Linked DNA regions of Sus scrofa: region 1 is linked to region 2. Evidence: chromatin contacts called from public Hi-C data. All regions are on one chromosome and are shown on one strand. The core of a region is the stretch at or near the end of the contact, and the rest is flanking DNA. Distances in the headings are between cores, read along the strand shown.

What was found. Hi-C and Micro-C count contacts between places; a contact is called where the count stands out from the background.
Region 1: a contact with region 2 is called in a Hi-C map of liver, with 5 times the contacts expected there. The contact joins the promoter of DENND2D here to the promoter of WDR77 in region 2. A contact is called at or near these places in 1 of 5 promoter capture datasets (liver), 1 of 47 Hi-C or Micro-C datasets (liver) and 1 of 2 datasets of contacts at active chromatin or transcription factors (alveolar macrophages).

Annotation. Positions count from the first base shown.
Region 1 is chr4:109,118,915-109,125,568 of Sscrofa11.1, reverse strand. DENND2D (DENN domain-containing protein 2D) reads right to left here and starts at 3,693. Exons shown (of 12, transcript XM_005663560.3): 1 at 3,438-3,693. The coding sequence starts at 3,495.
Region 2 is chr4:108,902,995-108,909,831 of Sscrofa11.1, reverse strand. It overlaps WDR77 (methylosome protein 50), which reads right to left and starts at 2,640. Exons shown (of 10, transcript XM_003355245.4): 1 at 2,313-2,640; 2 at 1,877-2,062; 3 at 931-1,072; 4 at 541-590. The coding sequence starts at 2,427. It overlaps ATP5F1 (ATP synthase F(0) complex subunit B1, mitochondrial), which reads left to right and starts at 2,206. Exons shown (of 7, transcript XM_003355244.5): 1 at 2,206-2,828; 2 at 3,104-3,140; 3 at 4,856-5,001. The coding sequence starts at 2,789.

The DNA of each region.
Region 1 (6,654 bases), core at 2,444-4,943, 210 kb before region 2:
TGATTCAAATCAATAGACTTGGCCCCATTCATTATCGAAGTGGAGAAATTGTTCTAGCAAGAGGAATTCCTGGATATCAGTATGACCTCCTTCTCGGGATGAAATAGCAAAGTCCATCTCTGGGCTGGAGAGCTCCTGCCATCTCAGGACATCTATGATGGCACATCTCTCACCCCTGCAATATGTCCCAAGGCAGACATGTCTCACTGGGACCTGTTCCAGGGCTCCAGCAAAGACACCCTCCTCCCACATGGGAAGCACTGACTCAGGACTTTCTCCCCGGCCTATAGCAGGGGACTGGTTGCATCAGCAGCCTGAGGGTCACTCTGGGTGATCTCCATCCCACCCTCTCCATCCCAGCCCGCTCCTGCTTAGGTCAGCAGTTCTGGCCAAGCTAAGAGCAGAGCAGCTGACCCCTGGGGCACCAGTGGTGCTGGGGGAGAGGGAAAGAATAGCAAGAAATCGCCTGGGAGTCTCACTTAAACCCTTGAGTGTGTAAATGCACGCGGTAAGAGAGAAGGACTTTTCCCAGACGGCTGCCCTAAGAGGAACCAGGAAGCAAAAGCATTGGGTGCCAGTGTCTGCCACTCTTGCAAAGAATTAGTAGCCCTCTGGAAGAAAGTGGGGTGCCAAAATAGGGCCAGCGGCTGCTTGCTCTTAACAGCTCCAGACCTGGCTTCTGTGGACATAAAAGCCAGCACTCAGTGACCCAGCCATGACTCCTGGGGAGAACGCCAATCACAGTAAATAAGGATGTTACGAATGCTGTAATGGTGAGAACAGTGACCTGGAACGTTCAGATCTGTCACAAGAGCTGCCTGGCAACCTGCACAGACTGGCTGCTCAATCCTCGCCACTAGTCTGAGGAACAAGCATCTCCTGATACACATGGGGAAACTTACGCACAGAGCGATTCAGGGACTATTTGGGGACTACCATAGAATCGGTTGGGGTGGGAATTGTGAGAGTTTCAAGTGAAGGCTCCTGCCTTCTGGATGCAGCACACACCAAACATCCTACAAACATGGGATGCCTCCAATTTGCCAAAGAACTTGAGAACCAATCTTTTTTTTTTTTTTTTTTGTCTTTTGTCTGTTTTGGGTTGCACCCGCAGCATATGGAGCTGCAGCTGCCAGCCTACACCACAGCCACAGCAACTTAGCATCCAAGCCGTGTCTGCAACCTACACCACAGCTCAGGGCAACGCCAGATTCTTAACCCACCAAGCGGGGCCAGAGATCGAACCCGTGTCCTCATGGATACTGCTCAGGTTTGTTAACCACTAAGCCACGATGGGAATTCTGAGAGCCAAAATATTTTCACTGATTATTCCAGAACCTCAGGAAATGATTCCTTTCCCTAAATCCTTTGGGTTGCACTTTCAGCCCATTTTTTCCGGCTTTATCAGGAGAGCCAAGAGAACAGCAAAATTCACAAACTCAAACAAAAGAAGTTACTGGACGTTGGGGCTGAGGTTCAAGAAATCCAGAAAAGCACAGCTTTCTTCTCCTCTTTCAAAGGGAATTATCAACAGAAAACACCCATCAAACGCACGTTTAATATAGGTCATCTCTTTAATCTCCAGTGCCCTAGAAAGGAATTTTTATCCTGAGTTTTCAGTTGAGGAGGGAGCCACCCTTTCTAGGGAAGTCAGGAGTCTGGTTACACTAGTTTCTCCACCAGGAAGCTCCTCCCACAGCCCTCTGATGAAAAGTCCCAGAACCAGCTAGAATATAGGTGAGGGGACTTTCTGTAACTTTGATCTGGAAAGCTGGCCCTTCTTCTTCTGGCTCAGCTGCTCTCAACCCGGGACCACCAGCACTGCCCCTCCTCCCTACCAGGTTGAGTCACATCTGCACCTATGTGTACACACACACACACACACACACACACACATGCACACACACCTACCACGTAATTGCCTTGGGGCCAAAAGAGCAAAGGAGGGAGGGGGAACTCCTTAGGAAGAGAGAGGTCAGTATGGAAGATGAACAGGTGCACTCTCCTGGCGGGACGGGTACCAGACCTCAGGCACCTCAGACAGGTACCTGAAACAGGGAACCCTGGCTGTATGTCTTACAGTTCCTCCATGTCCAGGAAGCTCCCCCCAGGCACAAGCATCAGCCCTGTTTTGGGACCACATGGGTGGAACAACCGAATGTCTCCTCTGGGCTGAGAGAACTGACTTCTTCCCTTCACACAGGCTTCTGAGGGTTGAGGAAAACCAAAAAAAGACCAGGCCAGGGACATCCAGAGAAGGGAGCCTCCAGCTCCATCCTGCACCTGCTCCTGGCACTGCATACACCCAGGCCTCTGTCCCCACCCATGGTCTCTGACCTCTCTGCCTTGCTACACGTGGAACAACCAGATCGATAACAGTAGCCTGGACACCAGGCTTCCAGGGAGAAGGGGGGCAGGGCAGGGGTAGGGGCAGGAGGAGCAGGGATCTCCCCTCTAGGTCTCCACAGCTCTGGGCGGAGTGGGTGCAGGGGGTCTCCCGCGCAACCTTTTGACTGCCAGTGTCAGAAGGGATGGATTTCTGGGAAGGACACCTGCTCCTTCCTCTCAGAAGGTGGGACCTCTGGGCAAAGTATCTCAGGGTTGTGGCCGCAGCAACAAATGTTTGAATGAATGAAAAAAACAACAACAACAACAAATGAATTCCTAATGCCCTGCCTTCCCAAGCCCGGCGTCCTTGCTGAGAAGAAAATGAATACTGACTTCTAACCCCCACAATCCTGGAAGGGAGGCATCGCTCTGGCTTCGACGATGGGGAACTCAAGGGATCGGGAAGCTTGACGTGTCTGATTCGCACGCGGAGGAAGCGGCTGAGCAGGAGGTGTCGCAGCTCTGCCCGAGGCCACACTCGCCAGGGATCCTCGCCGCCCTTGGGTGGGGGTGGAGGGTAACGTCGTCGGGGAAGACCAGCTTTGCGGCGGGCGGCTCTCCGGGGGGCAGGGTCGCGGCTGCCACCAGAGGAGTCGCGGGGCGGCGAGGCGGGGCGGGGCGCCGGGCGGCTGGGGGCCGAGGCGGGGTCTCCCGGAGGGAGCCGCGGCAGGGGCGCTGCAGGCACGCTGCGGTTGCCCCACAGGCTTCCTGGCTGGAAGACACGTGGCCCCGGGGCCCCACAACCGTTTCCTTCTGCCAGCAGCCTTCCCCTCAGCCCCGCTGGCGTGGCTTCTCCTCGGACCTCCACCCGGTCCCCACCAGCCGGTTTCCACCTCTACCTGCACCCTCTCTCTCCAGCTCACCTGATCCCTGCCCTGCCCTCCCCACCTTCCCCGTGCCCTTCCGACTGCTTCAGGATCGCGGCCCTCCGGGCCCCCCCCTCCCTGGCCCCCGGTCCCCGTCACCTCCTGTCCTGCCCCCCAACCCCCACCGCGGGCTCCCCGCTGCCCCCGCACCCTCGCCCCGGCGCGCCCCGGCCCGGCACTAACCCCCATGGCCGCGCTTCAGTCGCAGGCTGGCTCGGAGGCGGCGGCCGAGCCCATCCATGGCCCCTGGAGTGCCCGGAGCCCGCTCCCAGGTCGGCACCGGCCCCGCCCCCCAGTGCGCGACCTCCGCACTGGACACTTTCACTTTCACGCGGGGGGAGGACGAGGGGACAGGCCCGGGGCGGGGCAGCGCACCTTCCGGACTCCGGCCCAACCCCCGGCGCACCTGGGCGGGCCCGCTCTTCCCTGGGCCCCGGGCAGGGCGGCGCGGGGTGACAGAGGGCGCTCGACGCGCGTCCGGGAGGGGCGGTGCCACCTCGCTCCCACCCTCCTTGGGGCGCCCCGGGAAGCTTGGCTTTCCGAGCCCTGAGGTCCCCAAACGCGCGGGGTCGCCACGAAGTCACCCTCTGTCTCCGCAGCAAGCAGGGGAGTGCCCGTCCGGTGGGCACCCCTGCACCTTCCAGGTGGCTCCGGGACTTCTCCCAGAAAGGGACAAGGTTTTCAGAGTCGGCACACCTTTCCAACCCCTCCATCTCTCCCCCTGCAACTGCTTTAGCCTCGGGCCATTTCTAGGTCTCTTGTCGGATTTATGCTTCTCCCCCATGGGGCACCCGTCCCTGCGTTGCCCTTTTCCCTATTCCATTTCCCGGGGAACCGGCGGGATCCGCGTGGGTGCTTGAGGAGAGACTGGAGCTGGCAGTAGGGTCTTGACCCTGTCTTCCATCTAGCTTGTTCAGAAAGCTCTTGGTAAACTCTTGTGTGATGCAAATGCGAGGGTTGGTGACAATAATGACGACAAATTGTTGCAGTTATCCACATCCCCAAACAGCCTTTCAGGGCTTCCTCTGCCCTTCCCATTTTCATTGGCTTCCATAGCTGCCCAGATTCCAAGCTTCAGGGTCAGGCATTTGATAAGCCCCACTTGATCCTTGAGGATCTGCCTTGGCTCCCCTGTCCCTCCCGGGACCGCCTGTGTAGAGTGGAAGGGTAGAGAGAGTGCAGAGTCCATTTGAAATGTCTCCATTCGCAGAGATTTTAGCCTCAGTTTCAGGTGTGAGAGGTGCAGGGAAGAGGACATTACAGCGGAAATATGTTTGGAATCTATAGACATGACCGCTAGACCTACAGCCCCCTTCTTCTCCCTTGTGTGGCTTCCAGGTGACTCTCCTGTCCCAGAGGATGGATGAGCAGGAGTGAGGAATCCAGCCCTGGTATTAAACTGTCTAGTCTTAGGCCAGAGGTTCTAAAAGTTGCCTCCACTCTGGGCCTATGCAATTTCGTATTTAATTACACAGTCTGTTTCTGTTCCCTATTCTCTCTGACTTCCCACACAAGGGCACATCTTTTCCCTGCGTATCTTCTTTTGGCTGCATTAGTGTCTTATGCATCTCTGTACAACGATAGCAGTTGTTCATTATAAACTTGTCCAATTGGTTGAACATCATTGCGCCTTAATTTTGAACATACTTGGTTGAACATAATTGTGCCTTAATTTTCTCAACCTGTTTTATGGGGGTCCCAACCAAACTACTTCCTTCTTTTAAAAACAGATGAAGAGATGGGTGCCAAAATGTTCGTGTCAAATCTTATTCGAAATAGCCTCAAACTGGAAATAATTTCGAATGTCCGTAAACAGAGGCATGCTTGAGCTGCAGCATATTCTTATGATGAAATGCTATACAGCAGTGAGAATGAATAAACTGCAGCTGCATGCGTGCATGGCATGGCTACATCATACAAACATAAGGTTGCGCCAAACAGCCAGACACAAAAGAGGACACAACGTAAGTTGCCATTTACATAAAGTTAAAAACAAGCAAAACTAACATGGAATGAGAAGTCAGGATGATGCTGTTTAGGGAAGAAGGAGGAAGTGATGCTTGGGAGACCATCACAGGGCTTCTGGCCTGCCAGCAATGTCCTATTTCCTAACCTGGTGGCAGTTACAGAGGTGTCTTCACTACATGATCATTCTTTGCACTGTACATCTCCTTATATGTATGTGAAACTTTAAAAAGTTTTTTTAAAAAACCATTCATCGGGATGTTAGGATGACATAAATGGAGGCCTGAGCTAGTTGAGAATGAATTAAGAAATGATTGGGTTGTACGGAAGTGGAGTTAACAAATATAAATCTACACTTTTGAGGAATGTGGGTGAGGATAGGAAAAAGTTAATTGGTCCACAGTTAGAGGGAGATTTGAGTTTAAAGTGGTGGGTTAAGATGGGAAGGATAAGCACATATTTATGGGCATAGAGGGCATAGGAGCAGGCACGAGGAGGGCCATGATGTAGAAGACAAGAGCGTGGCAGGTGGAACAAGATCTGAGAGAATGGGAGAAAGAGGGAGTTAGGGGCTTTGGCAGAAGACTGGCTTTAAAGGGGGAAAGAGCTTTATTTGGAGGAAATGGGTATAGCTGGGTAAACTGTAGATAAGGAAGTGGGAAGTTAAAGGGTAAAATAAGAGCCCTCCGTTTCTGCCAAAAATTTTTTTCCCCCTTTTCTTCCTGTCTTTGCTGTCTCCCACTCTGTCCCTCTGCCTGTCTCCCAGAGTGTGGCAGTGGAGAGAAAAAAATGAGGCAGGCTTCTTTTCTGGAAGATCTCGAAAGAAGCACACAGGTAAGTTCTGTTTAGGGAAGGCACCCTGGCACACGAGAATGACCTTGGTGCATGGACTTGGCCCCAGGCTGCTGCTTACCTGCCCTGCAGCCTGGGGTTGGGCATTTCCTGTGCCTCACACTCCTAAAAGAACAAAATCACCTGGGTGGCTGTGACAACTAGAAGGAATAGGCTTGTAATCCAAATGTCCAAACTTCATATATCCCTTGATGCCCACATCCCTGTGGTCTCAACTCCATCTCTTTTTATCACAGAAGTGCTATCACCAGGCTCCTGCTCCCGGATATTTCTGGGAAATGCTTAAGAAGTGTTTCCATGTTCCACAGACCAATTCTGGTGGTTGCTTATCATCAGAGTCGGCAGTAGGAATCCAAACCATTAATTTCTCCTTCTACAGTATGCGTGTTTGTCTCAAGACAACCATTGCCCCTCCCTGTGCATTTCGCCCAACTTGAACATTGACCAGTCAGGACAGCAATAGCTGAGATAAGGATAAAAAGGATTATTAGTACTTTGCTGAAGGCTTTGTGATAAGAGAATATTACAATACAAAGAACTTAAAAACAAAGTATCACTGCTCTTGGGGTTTGCAGAGGGGTCC
Region 2 (6,837 bases), core at 1,391-3,890:
GCTTGGGGAATGTCAAAGATCTACTGTGACTGGGTTTAGCTAGCATGGTATGCTTGAAGGAGAGTCACAGTGAAAAAAAGCCCGAACACCATGACATAAACATAGGATTGTAATCTGTAAGTCGCAAGAAATCAATGAAAGACCAAAGATTACAGGTAGAGAGATGAGATAAATGCCACTGTCTGTGTGAAGCCTGTAAGTAAAAGGGGGCATAAGAAATGGAAAAGGTCATGGACCAAATGAAAAAAACACTCCAAAGGACCTGGGGACCAACTGATAGTGGGAAACAGGAGGAGTAGGAGAGGACTGGGAGTTTGAGCCACTGGTGGCCAAGAAGGTGGTGAGGCTGTCAATAAAAATAGAGAAATTAAGGGGCAAGGATCAACAGTGGGGCCTGACCACCATTTTGGAAGAAAACTACCAGGCAGGAAAGCAAAGAATTGATTTATTAACATCCAAGCAACGTTCAAAAAGCACAAAGGGAAGAATAAAAACAAAACGGCCAAGGCCAGGACTGAAAAGGAAAGAACATGCACTCACCTCGGTATGAATTCAGAACCATCTGCTGAGCAAGGTCCCAAACCTTGATGCTAAGAAGCAAAAGGAATCAGAGACTTAATTTTGACCTACACCACCTACATTAAAAAATTGCATTCAAATAAGAACTTCGAGGGAGTTCCTGCTGTGGTGCAACTGGTTAAGGACCTGACTGCAGCTCTCGGGAACTTCACTTAACTGACACATCCTATGTCTTCGCCTCCTGGATTTCTGTTATGGGTCTACGTTTACAGTGGACTGCAATATCTCTAATGCCATCATTAGTCACTAGGTCCTTATAATGAGTCTAAAATGTTGGTTAATGAAACGAACATGATACTAAAGACACACAAAGGAGGCCTAGGCACAGGAGTGATGAGATCAGGGACCCACCAGAAGTCTTTGCTACCACTGACAGCTTGTGTGCCAGAGCTCAGGACACTGACTGAAGACACGATGTCATCGTGCTCATACTTGCAGAACTTGCTGACAATGAGTGTCTCATTCTCATCCAGCTCCCACAATTCAACAGCACCTGTTGTGGGTGGGTGGGGGGGGGAAATAAGCTTGGATTACACCAAGACAGCAATTCACCTCTAGGATTCTAGTTCTCAGGAGATTAAGATGAATCTCCACAATGATCTGCAGCACACAGTCTAGTATGGTTAAATCTTTCCAGTTATTTGGACACTAATAAGTATTTGTTGAACAGTTTGAATAAATGTCTCGCAGAGCCATAAAAAAGCTGGTGAATAACATAAAAATATGTTACACAGTGATTGGGCAAGTACAGAAACCCCCCAAACAGTTGTCCTGAATATGTAGTGTTCAAGCTCAACTGCCAGGGGCTCAATCTTCAACGTCCTGCTTTTATGCTTCCATGCCAACATCTGCCAACACCCATATTCTGATTTTTTTTAACATCAAAGCCTCCATTGCTGAGTTTGACATTCAAGGCAAAACAAAGCAAAGCAAAATGAAGATATTTAAGAAGAAAATGGGAAGAAACGGAAAGAGACAGCACAGATCGGCTCAGCATCATCTTTAGGATCAAGATTATCCTTGGTTTGGGGTGCCAGATAGTGGGTGATACAGAGGGGTTACAAAGAATAAACATGGTTCCAATTCACTTCTTAATTTTGTTGTCTATTTTGCTAGAAATGCTCACCAATTTAGGATCTTGGGACAGGTGTTTTCCACTTATACATGAGTTCTCTTTCCGGGCCAACACCCTCAAGCTCCCCCAAGCACTGAGTACCAGACATTAAAAACTGACCCTAGCCTGACCTACACCGCTAGCTTCCATTCCACCTGTAAGGTTGAAGAGAAAGTGACTCACCTGAATCAGAAGCCACCAGGATACCTCTGTCCCCTACCCAAGTGAGGTCAGCCACTCCAGCCTCCGTTTGGACTCCAGCGGAGCAGAAGCCTTCGTTGGGGGCGGCGCAAGGGTCCTTGAAAAGCCAGAGGGAGCCAGCCCAGCAGCGGCCACTCAGGCTGGAAGCCCCGAGCAGAAGCGCCCCATCTAAGGGAAGTACAATCTGTCAGCGTGTGAGAAGTGGAAGGGCTCGTCTCCATGGTGACCGCCCAGAACTGCCAGCGGGCCAGGTCTGGATCAGAGCCCGGAAATGCGGGGCAAGTTGGGGACTGAGCTCAGCGACGCGAGGCAGGGATCAGGATGGCATGCGGAGCGGAGGCGGGATGGAAAGTTCAGTCCCAGGAAGGGTACCCGGGGCTGGGGTGAGGGAGCGCCCAGGCCCGGAACCCAGGCTCACCTGACCGGTACCGCGCAGCCTCCAACTGACGCTCCATACACGCGGGCGCATTGGGGGGAAGGTTCCACTCCCGGGCCGCCGGGGGCACTAGGGAGGGAGGGGTCTCCTTCCGCATCTCCACGGTTCCAACTCCAACTTCGACCTAAACTGGACGCCCGCCGGAGATTCAGCTCCACCAGCCCCCACGTGGTCCACCTCTGGGCCTCCGCCCCTCTGGACCGGCTACCGCCTCTCTACATCTCGCGAGAACTGCTTCAACGATTCCATTCCACTTATCAGTGGCCACCCACCTGTAAAGGGCTCTCTGGGCGCTGTACCTCTTATCGCGAGAAAAAAATTCAAACGGAAGTTGATGTAGGAGAGCAGGACTTCTCTTCTCGCGATACTTGCGAGCCTCCATCTTGCTTCTGCCCCCGACAGGTTCTCCTGTCCGGGTCACTGGGACGCCAAGACCGTTCTGTGGACGCCAGTTGACAATGCTGTCCCGGGTGGTACTTTCTGCCGCCGCCGCAGCAGGTGAGAGTTGCAGATCTTGGTCCGGGCTCTCAGGGTGATTGCAAACCAGCGCGTCTAGGCTTACTTGAAAAGGGTGGGAGGAAAGTGGGTGAAGAAAGGCGCTGCGAGACTTGGGCCTGAATGGAGAGTAACGCCTCTCGGAAGGTGAGTGTGGGGTCTCAGAGGATACGAGAAGGGGACGCATGGCCTTAGTGATTGTGCTTCGCGGGGAACGAGGAGGGGGCAAACCAGATTTCACCTTGACCTTGCTGACCTGCGCCTTTGTGTATTTGCAGCCCCCTCCCTGAAGAACGCAGCCCTCCTCGGTCCGGGGTGAGTGAGAGGGGTGTGATACTCCCCTTCATTCTTATTTCATCATCGCATTTTACTTTCGGGTAATCTGCTTCTGGTTTTCGGCCGGTAGTAACCATTGTTTAGTTTATTTCAGAAGGCTTAAAGCCTCATTCAAACACTTGTGCTCCTGTAACTGCCTGGAACACTGTCGTATTACCTAATAACAGAGGATAAGTGATTTGTGGTAACTAAACTAGAAACTGATTTTGGTGTCTCCTAAGCCCCGCCTCTCTCCCTTGTGACCTTCAGCTGGACAGAGCTGCCGCGGCCCGAATCGAGGTTACTAGACTGCATACCCAAGAACAAGTTTTGTTAAATAAAACAATGAAGTGTGTTGTTTTCAGTGTGTCTCCCAGATTCCAACTTGTGTTGTCAGATCAGAGAAATTATTCGTTGGTTGAGTAAATACTTAGCTTGCCATGTACATAACCAGAGCTCACACACAGTCTCCCAGAGGAGGCAACTATAGTACAGTAGTTAACAGTGAGGACCCCAAAGCTAGAGAGCAGTGCACCTGGCTCCTCCACTTACAAGCTGTGCGACCTTAATTTACCCCTTTGCATTGTAGAGATATAGTTCATTATAAATTTATTAGAAGTAAGGGGCTTAATTCCTGCAAAACTAAAAACAGTGCTTGGTTCCTAGTATGTGCTTAGTAAGTCTTAGAAGCTGTTATTGATATTATGTCATAAAACATGTCAGTTTTCTTCAGAAGTTCTCTTTTCACTTCCAAACTTTGTCCTAAATCTTGCAAAATTCGATAACTAGCCTGTGGCTTGAAAAAGTGGCTTCCGCTGCTCTGTAATTTTTGTATATGCCATAAAGTGAGGCTGTAACTGGCTGCTTCCAACTTCTCAGGGAAGAAAGATTTCATATAGTCAAGTAAACAATTGTAATACAGCTAATAAATACATAACAAGATGCAGGGAACATCCTTGACTTCTCTTCACGTTCCGTGTCTAATATATCAAAAAGGCTCTCTGCCTCCAGATTATATCCAGACTCTGACCACTTTCACTACCACTGCTCCTGGAGTGTGAACCACCATCATGTTTCATGTAACCTATGTCAACTGCCTCCTAACTAGTCTCCTTACATCTATATTCTTGTCCCAGAACAGCCCATTCTCGGAGTAGCCATACTGATATGTCACTTTACACCACCCATACCCAACTCCCCCCCACCCCCTGCAAAACCCTCCAGAGCTGCCTATCACACTTGAAATAAAATCTAAACTTACCATAACCCAGAGGACTCAGCATGAATGGACCCCATTCTACCTCTTGATTTATCTTCTTCTCTTTTTAGCTCATTCTCCAGCCATACTGGCCTTCTTGTTATACCTATAAAAAACTGCCAAGGTTACTGTTGCCTCAGGATTCTTGTACGTCTCTCTTTTCTGCAGGTCGCTGATTCAGATGTCACTTGATCTACCAAAAACCCTTTCCCCTCTTTCCCCATTTCTCCTTAGCCCCTTCCCTCCATTTTTCTTCATGGGACCTAACAGCTGCCTGAAATTGTGCATAGGTCTATACACTCACACTTTCCAGACCCCCACTAGAATGTTTTAGTCTGTTCTCTTTCCAGAGGGAAACTGCCTCAGCCCTCATCCCTATTCTTTCTATCTACAATTGCTCATATGTTGTGTTCTTGTTAAAGAATAGGCTTTAAATTTGTATAATTGCTACCTATAGGGTACTGCAGGCAACAAGGATCTTTCACACAGGGCAGCCAAGCCTTGCCCCTGTACCACCTCTTCCTGAACATGGAGGAAAAGTTCGTTTGGGGCTGATCCCTGAGGAATTCTTCCAGTTCCTTTATCCTAAAACTGGAGTGACAGGTGAGCATTTGCCCAGTGTTTGAGTATGTTTGGATGGTATGGTTTTTGTTAACCTGGACTTTTATTGGGTTCTTACTTTTTCCACATATACCAGAAAAATCAGGTCAGCTGGTTTTTTTGTTTTGTTTTTGGTTTTCGTTTTTTGTTTTTGGTCTTTTGTCTTTTTTTTTTTTTAGGGCCGCACCCGAGGCATATGGAGCTTCCCAGGCTAGGGGTCTAATTGGAGCTACAGCTGCCAGCCTACACCATAGCCATAGGGACACTGGATCCAAGCCGAGTCTGCACCCTACACCACAGCTCACGGCAACACCGGATTCTTAACCCACTGAGCTAGGCCAGGGATCGCACCCGCAACCTCACAGTTCCTAGTCAGATTCCTTTCTGCTGCTCCAGGATGGGAACTCCAAGTCAGCTGTTTATAAAAGTATAGGGTACAAGTGATTCAATGTAACAGTTGATTTGGTTGCTTTAACTTGTCTTCCAGATTGATTTGTAACATTGTCTCTGTTACATGATACAAATTTATTGAACGCCTTCTTTATACAAGGCACTGTCTTAGGCCTACAGTGGTGAACTAAAGCCCCTGCCATCATGGAACATACATTCTGTTGTAAGATAGATAATAAAAAAAAAAATGAGCAAGTGTGTAATACACTTTCAGGTAGTGATAGAGCTATGGATAAATGATAAAGCAAGGTAAGGCAGTAGAGATTATTAAATTGTATGTGTGATTATGACAAAGGACTGGGCCATATTGATCAGTTTTACTCCTTTTAAAAAGGCATAAACCATGCTGAAACCTTTCATTTTTATAATACAGTATGCTTTCACTTATTTTATTTACTGCACATAACAGTTCTGTGAAGACATTTTTGTTACCGAGAAGAACTAGAAAACAAAGAATTTGCTGAGGTTTATTCTCTCCTTAGTGACTGAGTTGGACTTGAACACAGGTTCTCCAGTTAAGTTTAGTGTTCTCTGTATTACACACACTGCCTCTCTTGCTACCCAGATACTGCCGTGACTGTGGAACGTGGGAAACCACGTGTTTGGGGTTTTTTAATCTCTCTAGGGAGTAGCCTAAAATATTAGCATCTACCCTAACTGAAATTGCAAGAAAGTAGTTTCCTCAGATCTCCATACGTGATAAAAATGCTGCACATGATTCACCTTTTTTATAAATTCACATTTAAGATTTAGACATTGAAGACTTTTTTAAAGTAAACTGTTGAAACTTTGGGAAACTCTGGGTAAGATATATTTGAGGTTGTAACCCTGTGATTCCCATAATACATCCTAACATCCTTTACCATCCTTTTGTATTGGTCGGAGACACTATAAACTGCTTCCCCAAAGACCTGCTTTGAACCTGCCTAGTGTCTTGTGAGGCACAGAGGAAAATCCTAAAGAAATGTACATCATGGTTTGTGTCCTTTCAGAATTCATGGCTTGTTTCAAAAAAAAAAAAAATAGCCATATTTGAAGCATTCCAGTAAGGTGCTATAGGAAATCTGAATCTTGTTATTTAGTTCTTTTACATACCTGCTATTCTATAGTTGTATTTGTTTTGGTTTTGTTTTTTGCAGCCATACCTGTGGCATGTGGAAGTTCCTGGGCTAGGGGTCCATCACAGCTGCAGCTGCTGGTCTGCACCACAGTCACAGCAACACTGGATACGAGCTGCATCTGTGACCTGTGCTGCAGCTTGTGCCAATGCCGGATCCTTAACCTACTGAGTGAGGCCAGGGCTTAAACCCACATCCTCATGGACCCTATGTCAGCTTCTTAACCCCGAAGCCACAACAGGAACTTCTGTTTGCTTATTTCTAACGTCAG